Linked DNA regions of Mus musculus: regions 2 and 3 are each linked to region 1. A link is a contact called in public promoter capture Hi-C data. All regions are on one chromosome and are shown on one strand. The core of a region is the stretch at or near the end of the contact, and the rest is flanking DNA. Distances in the headings are between cores, read along the strand shown. Region 1 holds the start of Rtl8a (retrotransposon Gag like 8A). Region 2 holds the start of C430049B03Rik (RIKEN cDNA C430049B03 gene). Region 3 holds the start of Hprt (hypoxanthine guanine phosphoribosyl transferase).

Region 1 (2,970 bases), core at 26-2,525:
CTCAATTTATCAAGGAAAAATCAGTAAGAAATAAGTCTTTATACAAAGGAATATAGAATAACTTTGCCCCAGAGTTACCTGTGTCCTAATCCTCAGAAAAGGGGCATATAATGCAAGTAGGAATTAAAATTATAGAACTATAGGTTAAAAAAAATCAAATGAATTTTAAAAAGATAATCCTGGATGATCTAACCACAAGAACTCATGATACTAGAAGGAGATTGAAGAAGCTTATTATGTTATGGTCTGTAATTTATAGAGCAAGAAAATGTCTCAGTTTATGCAACCACAATGAACTGAGTTATGCCAACTTGAAAATGAACAGGGAAGGGCTTATCCTTTAAGGATCCATAATGGAACATCCCTTCCCAATACTGTTTTACTCTCCTAAAAGCCATACCAAAGCTTGGCATGGAAACTCACACCTGGAATCCCAGAACTTGGGAGGGTGAGGCAGGACTACTGAAAGTACAAGCCTGGGACACAAGGAAAGATGCTACTTCAAAAATAAATCAATAAATAATAAAATATAGATACCAGGAACAAACTTCCACAGCACACAGAGACATAGCTTTTCAGTGATGTGCCAAGTAAAAGTCAGCAATTTTAATTATAAGGCATCATCACATAGATTAAGTTATACTGAGGAACATATTAGAAAACCATTGAGGAAAATTTCCAAAAACAATGTGTCAAGGGCTGGGCTGTTTGAAGGAACCCATAAGGTAAAACAGCATAAGATGGGAATACTCACAATAGAGTAAATTAATTCCAGATATATGCATGCTCTCCAAAACAGTAGAATCAGTTGTGATCTTAATGCAAAGTTCCAAGGTACACTCCCCTAGGGAAACTAAGGCCATCCTGTGATCGCCCCTACACACCACAAAGCAGGGAACTAGACAATGAACTAAAGGGTCTTAAGCAAGCCAGGAAAGCCCTTCGAGTTATAGTCGCTGCAATTTTTCCTCATCTGAAACAAGGGTTCCATTCTGTAGACAGAGTGACCTTAAATCATGATAATCCTCCTACCCCAGCCTCTGAAATGCTGGGATTACAGAATGAGAGACCACATTGGCCCCACACTACCTTGGTGAAAGTCTTGGGCACAAATTACTTTGCTCCACTAACCCTATTAATGCTTCTCTTGGACTGGCGCCTGAAATAGCTCACAACCCTGTGGGCTGAGATCACTATAGATCTAAAGTTGGCCCAATGTCCCGCTCAAAGGCCACGCCCCCTTCCCGAGACCTTGGGCACGCCTCTTCTCCTACGCACTTCCGGCGACGCCTTTGTAATTGACAATCTCTGTGCTCTGCAGATCCAGCAAAGCACAGCTGACCCCATCAAGAGTCCGGAGAGCCTCCAGCCAGCCCGGCCACCAAGCGACTAGATCAGCCCAGAGAGCGCAGCGTCATGGAAGGCCAAGGCAAGGTAAAGAGGCCGAAGGCCTACATGCTCAGGCACAACAGGCGGCGCCGTCGGCGGAACCCCATCCCGTTTCCAGAGCTGTTTGATGGCGAGATGGACAAGCTCCCGGAGTTCATCGTGCAGACCGGCTCCTACATGTTGGTGGACGACAGGACCTTCGACACCGACGAGCTCAAGGTGACGTTCCTCATCACCCGCCTCAAGGGCCGGGCCCTGCAGTGGGTGATCCCCTACATCAAGATCGACAGCCCCCTGCTCAATGATTACAACGGCTTCCTGAATGAGATGAAGCGGGTGTTCGGGTGGGAGGAGGATGAGGACTTCTAGGCCTCTGGCAAGCCTGGCCTGGGGTTGGGGCTCCGGGAGGGTGGGCTGCTGCTGTGTTGTCCTGTGGCTGCAGCCGGGGTCGCCGAGTGCGCCCTCCCCCCGGGCCCCCCTCCTACCCCGAGAACTCCCCCACCTCCCGCGCCCGCCCTGCCTGGAGATCTCGCATGCGCGCGCCCCTGTCTCCTCCTGTGTCCTAGCCTTTGTTCCAGGAATAGCTCCCCAGGCCCCTGCTGCTGTCCCTGCTGGGCCTGGCTCTGGAGAGCACAAGGCCTCCCACTGTTGACAGCTCAGCCCATCCCTGGCAGGTTTGGACACTGTCCCAGGCTCCAGCTGCAAGATGGGCTCCTGTCACCTAATGGACAGATCACCTGCCACCTGATGGACATGTCATGCTGTCCACTGCTTTCTATCTGGTGGACAGACTGCAAGCTTCTGCCCATAAGGCCTGTGCTGACGCTGCCATTTCAAGCCCCTGCACAACCCATCTGTGGACTGGCTGCTGCCCTTAACTGATCCGGACTCACCTGGGAGGTACCTGGGCTGCCCACGGCCCATGGACATTGATTCACCTTCAGCGGGACCCTTCCCCTCCCTGCTCCCAGAAACCTGCTGTCTCCCATTTTGTCTTGTGGACTAGCTGGTTTTCCTGAGAAACCAGCTTGCAGCTCTTTCTCTGATGTGTATGCCTTTTCCAACACAGTAGCCCCTGTGCTCTTTCCTTCTTGTCTGCTCTACCTGTACAGAAGCCTTTTCCTCACGTTGAATAAACATCAGATGCTATTTAAAAGGAAATGGAGTCTTACTTAGTATAGCATCCTACCACCCCTCCCCACAACCTTAACCCCTGCAGGTGTCTGTAGGTGGGGTCCATGTTCAAGAGGTGGTGATTGTGCCCTGCTATTCAGTCACTTATGTTACTCTCTAAGGTAAAATCTGTTTGTGATACTGCTTAAAGCCACAACGTAAATCTTTAATTCAGATCAGGGTAGAGCAATGTGATTTTTATGATCCAGAGGATTTCTTAGAAAAGACTCCTGAGTTCAAAAACAAAGTTAGCATGGAATTCCCTAGTTAGTGTTAAGCACAAATACCACTTTGCTGTCAGTGAATGTATATCAAAGTTATTTAACATGTCACTCGGGGAACTCATAGAAAGAATATGTTTTTTTTTTTTAAAAAGCATTTATAGAATCCTAATTATATAGGCAATGA
Region 2 (3,068 bases), core at 35-2,534, 590 kb after region 1:
ATCCTATCTGAGTTTACATCCCACTCTCTCAAAGATGTCTGCAACCCAAGAAAGGTGGGAAGAGAGACGCTGAGTTTATTTATTTATTTTTTAACATCCAGGCTCTATTTTATAAGGGATTTCTCCCAGATTTTTTTTTTTTTTTGAGTCTTTCACAAAGCTCAGACTGTCCTCGAACTTGCTATGTAGCCAAGGACGCCCTTAAACTTCTGTTTCTCCTGCCTCCTCCGAGTGCTGGACTCTACTGGTCCATGTGCTACCATGCCTGGTTTTTCCAGCTTTGTGTTATTGTGACGTTTTGCAAATATACAAGAAAGTTGCGAACGCGGTGCAATGAAAGACTATTGACTCCCCACCCAGATGCAACCTCATGTTAGCTCCTTGAAATCCATTCCCGTTCCCCCTTCTCTCTGAGTGCCTGTCTGGGTCAGCGGCATCATTTGAAAATCATAATCACTCTTATACTTCATCTCTTTACACTTAGGCACAGTTCTTGTCACCCTGGACACCCTGCTATTAACTTCAACACCGTTCTCATACCTCCCTGGTAAACAGCGCCGTCCCTAAAGATATCCAGCATACAGAAGAAAGACTCCCTTTCTTTCCCTACTCCAGACTCAAAACTTAAGTAGTAAAGACTTTCCTTCTTGGACTGGACATGTATAAGTAAACTGTCGTTCCCTGCCTCAGTGTCATGCCCACCCCTAAAGTGGACCGCCAGGACCTAAGGGAGTCCTCTACCTGAGGGAGAGTTTGGCAGAGAGGCCAGAGCACAGAAGACTCAACAGAGCCTGGGCACACTCGCGCGCCTAGCACTTCCCTTCTGCAATCTGAGGGTCCCTTGTTTCCTCATCCTGTTTCAGGCACCCCCAAGAAAAATAGTCCTAAGAGGCTTGGCTTAGCCGCCCTGTACCCTCCTGGTAGCCCCAAAGACTTGGGCCCTAGTGACTTTAGAGTGTCATTTGTGGCATGGGTCTTTGAGCTGGAGCTTGGTTGCTTCCCTTCCCGCTTTTCCCCTTTCCCCTTTCTCCCTGGTTTTTGTCTCCTGCACCCGCGGCTATGAGGCTCTCTGTACGTGGCCACTCCAGGCTCCCCGTGTCCTTCCCGGCCCTTCCTGGCTGCAGGCCAAGGCTGTGGCTCTGCGTGTCCGCACGGCCTCCCCCCTCCCCCCTTCCGCTCCGGGGCCTCCGAGCGAGCGGGCGAATGGTTGGGCGGGGCGCGGAGCAGCGCATGGCCACGCCCCCCGGGCCGGCTTTTTCTAGGGCTGCTGCGGACCACTGGGCGCTGGCTGCTCCCGCTCGCCTCTTGGGGTGCGCTCGGCTCCAGCCCAACTCCGCCAGCTCCGCCGGCTCCAGCACCGCTCCAACCCGATTCCAGCCGGATTCCAGCCCGATTCCAGCCCGGTTCCAGCCCGATTCCAGCCCGGTTCCAGCCCAGCTCCGTCCCGGCTCCGGTTCTTCTCCGCCACGCCTCTCTGTGAGCCCCTCGCCCCGCGAACCCCGGTTCCCCGGCTGTCCGTCCCTCTGTCCCTCGATGTCCCGCACCACCGCCACCTCGCGCCCTCCCAAGTCTCCGCGACTCGCTCTTCTAACCTCACAACCTCGCCACACCCCTCCGCCCTTTCTCTCTCGCTGTCCGTCTGTCTGTCCGCCTCCCCGCCCGCCTTTTCCTTCCTCTCTCTAGCTTCCCCGGCTTGTTTTCTAGGTCGACGCTGAGGAGCAGCTTCGCAGGAAAATCCCAGAAACCTTTGCAAAAAGCTTACAATGAAATTTAAGAAGTTCTACGATTTCGGCGCCATTTTCGAGTGGAGTGAGAGGTGACTTAGAATCTAAAAAAGAAAAAAACGAGGGGGAAGGGAACTTTTTGGCCCGCCTCCCCCCGCCCCCAACTATGTCTCTGGTCACTACAGACTGTAACAGATACGGGGATAATTCTCAAAAAAATGTTATGCGTCGCGCTGGGTGGGGTGTGGGGGTGGAAAGCGTGTCCGGGGGTCGTGGTGGGGGGAGGACAGATCTTTAAAATGTCTAGCAAGTGAGTGTGGCCAGGGAACTTCTCAGAAAGTGGACTGAGAAGAGTAAACGGGGAGGGGTGGGGAGAGAGAAATGAGTGAGGGGCGGGCAGCCTCAGGCTGTCAGCCTTGCCAGGGTGGGGAGCAACTAGTTTTGACAGACTGTAAATGGGACTTTGGGCCACTCATTTGTAAGCAGTAAAGAATGTCCTGGAAAGAACCGTAAAATTCGTTTTCCATTGTCTCTCGCTAATTAAAACTTTTCAAGGTTGTTTAGTTGTTTTTTTTTTTTTTCCAGTATTGGAAAAGTTTGGCTGGAAGGTGCGGAGGACCTGTGCATCATGTTTTGGGTGTGGGGGCGCATGGCATCTGCAACATTAAAAGACAAAACGTTCTCAACTGGGAAGAGAGGAAGAGGCTTAGTCTTTGGCTCTTAAATCATTTGGCCAAACCCTTCGCAGTTCTGAAGTGGGTGGGGCCATTTTGACCCGTCGTGGTTCTGAAGTGGGTGGGGCCATGGTAACCCTAAAGTATTGATTCTTTGTCTATTGTATCAGCGAATGACCCTCTCTAGAAGTGACCAGACATCTCTTTGTGCTCTCTTTTCGTAAGTAAAGTTAAGCCCAAGGGGAAATACACAAACCCAGGGAGTGAGATGGCTTTTTAAGGATATAAGTCGTTGTAGAGTGATGGGAAGAAAAGAAATGGATGAAGGATAATCTAGAGATGAATTTGATTCCAGTGTATTCGTTAACAAAATTATCTAGTAAGACCTTCGTTTTTGATGATGTTATCTCGAATGAATTTTGTTTTTATGAGTAGTCAACTAAGGAAATGTTAAATTAAGAGGAATTGCAATCTCTGATGTGACATTTGTGTGGGACATAAAGTTAAATTGGGAGAAAAATACGTATCTTTAAAGTATAATTGTATCTTTACTAAACACGGCTTTTCTCTCTCCTCTTTTTAAAGGTGACCATCGATGGTTTTTTCCTCCACAATTCCGTGTCCATGTAAAAATGACTTGTAATATAGCCAAGAAAAGACGGAATTTTCA
Region 3 (3,148 bases), core at 476-2,975, 660 kb after region 1:
ATGGTTGCACAGGAAGAAATGTCTGAAAAGGAAGCTTCAGTCTAGGTGAAGATACTGAAGGCCACATAGAACATATTCTAAGCAAGCAGGATTCTGGGTCATTAAGAACACAGTGGTTTTGCCTTAAGCCACAATATCTAATACACTATGAGAGAACACCTTTTTAAGGGCTCAAATGGTTATTAATTCACCCAACAAACTATTAGTGAAAACTTGCCACAAACCAGACATTGTGCTATACCTAAAGCTGAGGCTTGTTTAGGGGCCTGGCTTTTGGCCCAGTAGAGTAGAGAGCTTGCTTACCCAGTAGAACAAGGGTTCATTCCCTAAAATGAATTTTTAAAAAACCAGCAAGACTCAGTGATGCAACATTTGGGAGGCAAGAGTCAGGATGACTGTCACAAGTTCATGGCCAGCTTGATGGTCTACATTACCAATTACAGACCAGACAGAGCTACATAGTAAGACCCTGCCTGAAAACATCAAGATAAAGTACGTGTGAGTGGGAAAGTCAACCAACAAGTAACCAGATACCTGCTAAATCTGTAGTATATAAAGCATAATATGACATTTAAGGAGTACCAGAGGCAAGAATAAGAATAGAGCAGGCTAAAGTCGTTAATCAGAAGCAGGAGCTATGGGATGTTCTAGCAAGCATGATCAGCAAGGTTATGGCGTTGGGATTGATAGGGGAGACAGAGCTTGGCAGGTTAGAAAAAATTGAGCCAATGGGAGAAAAGGCAGGATATCTGAAGATGAGTGTGGAAAAAAGTCATCCAACGTAACAACCAAATCCATACTTTTTTTTTTTTTTAAATTCCCACAGCATCCAAGGGCATGGGCTCCCAAGTCAAGTGTATCTGAAGCCAAAGCCCATTATTCTGGGCCATGGGGGGGTAAAAAAACAAAACAAAACAAAACAAAAAACGAGCCGCCTTTCCACTCTTCAGGTGGAAAATAGGCGTGATTTTCACTGCCTGGGCCGCAGCGCTGATTCAACGGAGTGATTGCGCATTCCCACAAATATGAATTATGGCATCTGCAGAATTAGGGGCAAAGTCCAGGCCTGAACATGCCCTCTCATGCGGTCGTCTTGGGAACCGAAGCTCCTTCTAGAGGTGTTCCCTGGCCGCCAAACCCCAAACTTGTAGAGCTGGGCCTCTCCCAGGAGAGCTCCCCCGCCCTCCCCGCGCCTGATCCTTCCTGAAGCCGCCCTCCGCCGCTTGCCACCGCGCGCGTCCGCCGGCCGCACATGTCAAGTCCAACGCCATTGCCACCTTCCTGGTCCACACGCAGCCTGCCCTCTCTCTCTGTCGGGGCTCACTGGAGGGGCATCCCCACCCCCGAACCCCGCCATCCCGTCCTGCCCGCCGCCCTCATGGGGCATCTAGCCAGACTCCAGGAATCCCTGACCGCCCCCGCCATCAAAGAGTCCCGGCCGCCCCAGCGCCCAGAGCGGGCCTCGGGAGCCTCAGGGCTCCGGCCTGCGTCACTGTGCCACCGGGCGCATGGGGCCCGGCTGTGGGGCTCTGCTGGAGTCCCCTTGGCTCACCACGACGCTGGGACTGCGGGTCGGCATGACGGGACCGGTCGGCTCGCGGCAAAAAGCGGTCTGAGGAGGAAGCCGGCGGAGGAGGTGCTACCGCTCCGGAAAGCAGTGAGGTAAGCCCAACGCTCTCCCTCGCCGCCTCAGCAATGGCTCAGAAACGCTGCCGGCCAGGCTCCGCCCCTCGGCCCGCCCTCTCGGCCCGCCCAGGCTCCGTCCCCGGAGGCTCCGCTGGGCGTTCTCCCGCGCGCGCGCCACCAAAGGCAGTTCCGGAACTCTTATCTGACTAGGTGGGCCTGATAATTTTCTTTCTGAAGAAAATGGTACTGGCCATACCGCAGCCCCCAGGCCCTCTGTCGTCTCCCAGAGGATTCCCAGATAATCACTCCGCATTTTTCTCCCTCCTCATGAGTCTAAACAGCTCTAAATCATGATGTGATTCCTCAAGATTTAGGCCCAGTTCTTTCACAAATTTTTACTTAGTCATAAGATTTGAGATCCAGCCGGGCGGTGGTGGCGCACGCCTTTAATCCCAGCATTTAGGAGGCAGAGGCAGGCGGATTTCTGAGTTCAAGGCCAGTCTGGTCTACAAAGTGGAGTACCAATCCAAAAGGAAAAATAAACTACTTAGTAACCTTAGGAGAAATAGACCCTAAAATGCTTTTTGCCTTTACATAAAATGAGCATTTTAAGCCAAGTATGGTTTAAAAAAAAAAAAAAGGCTTTTATGCCCAGCTACCAAGAAAGGAGAATCACATACATATTCGACCTACCCAGACAATTAAGATCTTGCTTCAAAATAAAAATTGTTAAGGTGGAATAGGGATGGAGAAAGACATCTTGCACATGACTGCAACACACACAAAAGAAATGCTGATAGAGATTCATATATTACCAAATAAGATGCCATTTCTTACATGTTGATTTTAGTCAGGTGTGGCGACACATATGTGTAATCCCAGCACTACAGAGGTAGGAGAATTACAACTGTGAATTCCAGACGAGCCTGCATTACAAAGTGAGACCCTGGCTGAAAAACAACTAACTAACTAACTAACCAACGAACGAACAAACTGACTGACTAGTGTTTGAAAAAATAAAAGAGCCAGGAAGAGAGCAGAGCAGTAGTACATTTGGGCTCTAAGAGGCTCTGGGTTCAATCTTTTTTTTTTTTTTTTTTGGTTTTTTTTTGAGACAGGGTTTCTCTGTATAGCCCTGGCTGTCCTGGAACTCACTTTGTAGACCAGGCTGGCCTTGAACTCAGAAATCCGGCTGCCTCTGCCTCCCGAGTGCTGGGATTAAAGGCGTGTGCCACCGCGCCCGGCTTCTGGGTTCAATCTTATACAACAACAACAAAAAAAGAATGAATAAACAAATAAATAGATAAAGTAAGCATATTAACCGTACTTGATGGGAATATGGGGGAATTAAAGGATTGCACACATACATTTGAGCGAGCATACATATGGGACACAATATAAAAGTACACAATGTATGGGAACTGTGGCTGTTATTCATATTTATTTTTTTCTCCACAATTTCCTGCATGGAATTTGTTTTATATTTTGTTTACCTATTAGATATTTTTTAAGACAGGTCTGT

The links. Promoter capture Hi-C pulls out the DNA fragments that hold promoters and counts their contacts.
Region 2: a contact with region 1 is called in a promoter capture Hi-C map of pre-B cells. The contact joins the promoter of C430049B03Rik here to the promoter of Rtl8a in region 1. A contact is called at or near these places in 4 of 39 promoter capture datasets (cranial neural crest, maxillary cranial neural crest, pre-B cells and 1 more).
Region 3: a promoter capture Hi-C map of pre-B cells shows a contact between it and region 1, with 2.4 times the contacts expected there. The contact joins the promoter of Hprt here to the promoter of Rtl8a in region 1. A contact is called at or near these places in 2 of 39 promoter capture datasets (cranial neural crest and pre-B cells).

What each region holds. Positions count from the first base shown.
Region 1 is chrX:53,642,068-53,645,037 of GRCm38.p6, reverse strand. It overlaps Rtl8a (retrotransposon Gag like 8A), which reads left to right and starts at 1,275. Exons shown (of 1, transcript NM_024170.2): 1 at 1,275-2,550. The coding sequence starts at 1,417. The coding sequence ends at 1,758.
Region 2 is chrX:53,055,406-53,058,473 of GRCm38.p6, reverse strand. C430049B03Rik (RIKEN cDNA C430049B03 gene) reads left to right here and starts at 1,284. Exons shown (of 4, transcript NR_038185.1): 1 at 1,284-1,476; 2 at 1,705-1,816; 3 at 2,310-2,332; 4 at 2,984-3,068.
Region 3 is chrX:52,986,655-52,989,802 of GRCm38.p6, reverse strand. It overlaps Hprt (hypoxanthine guanine phosphoribosyl transferase), which reads right to left and starts at 1,725. Exons shown (of 9, transcript NM_013556.2): 1 at 1,553-1,725. The coding sequence starts at 1,579.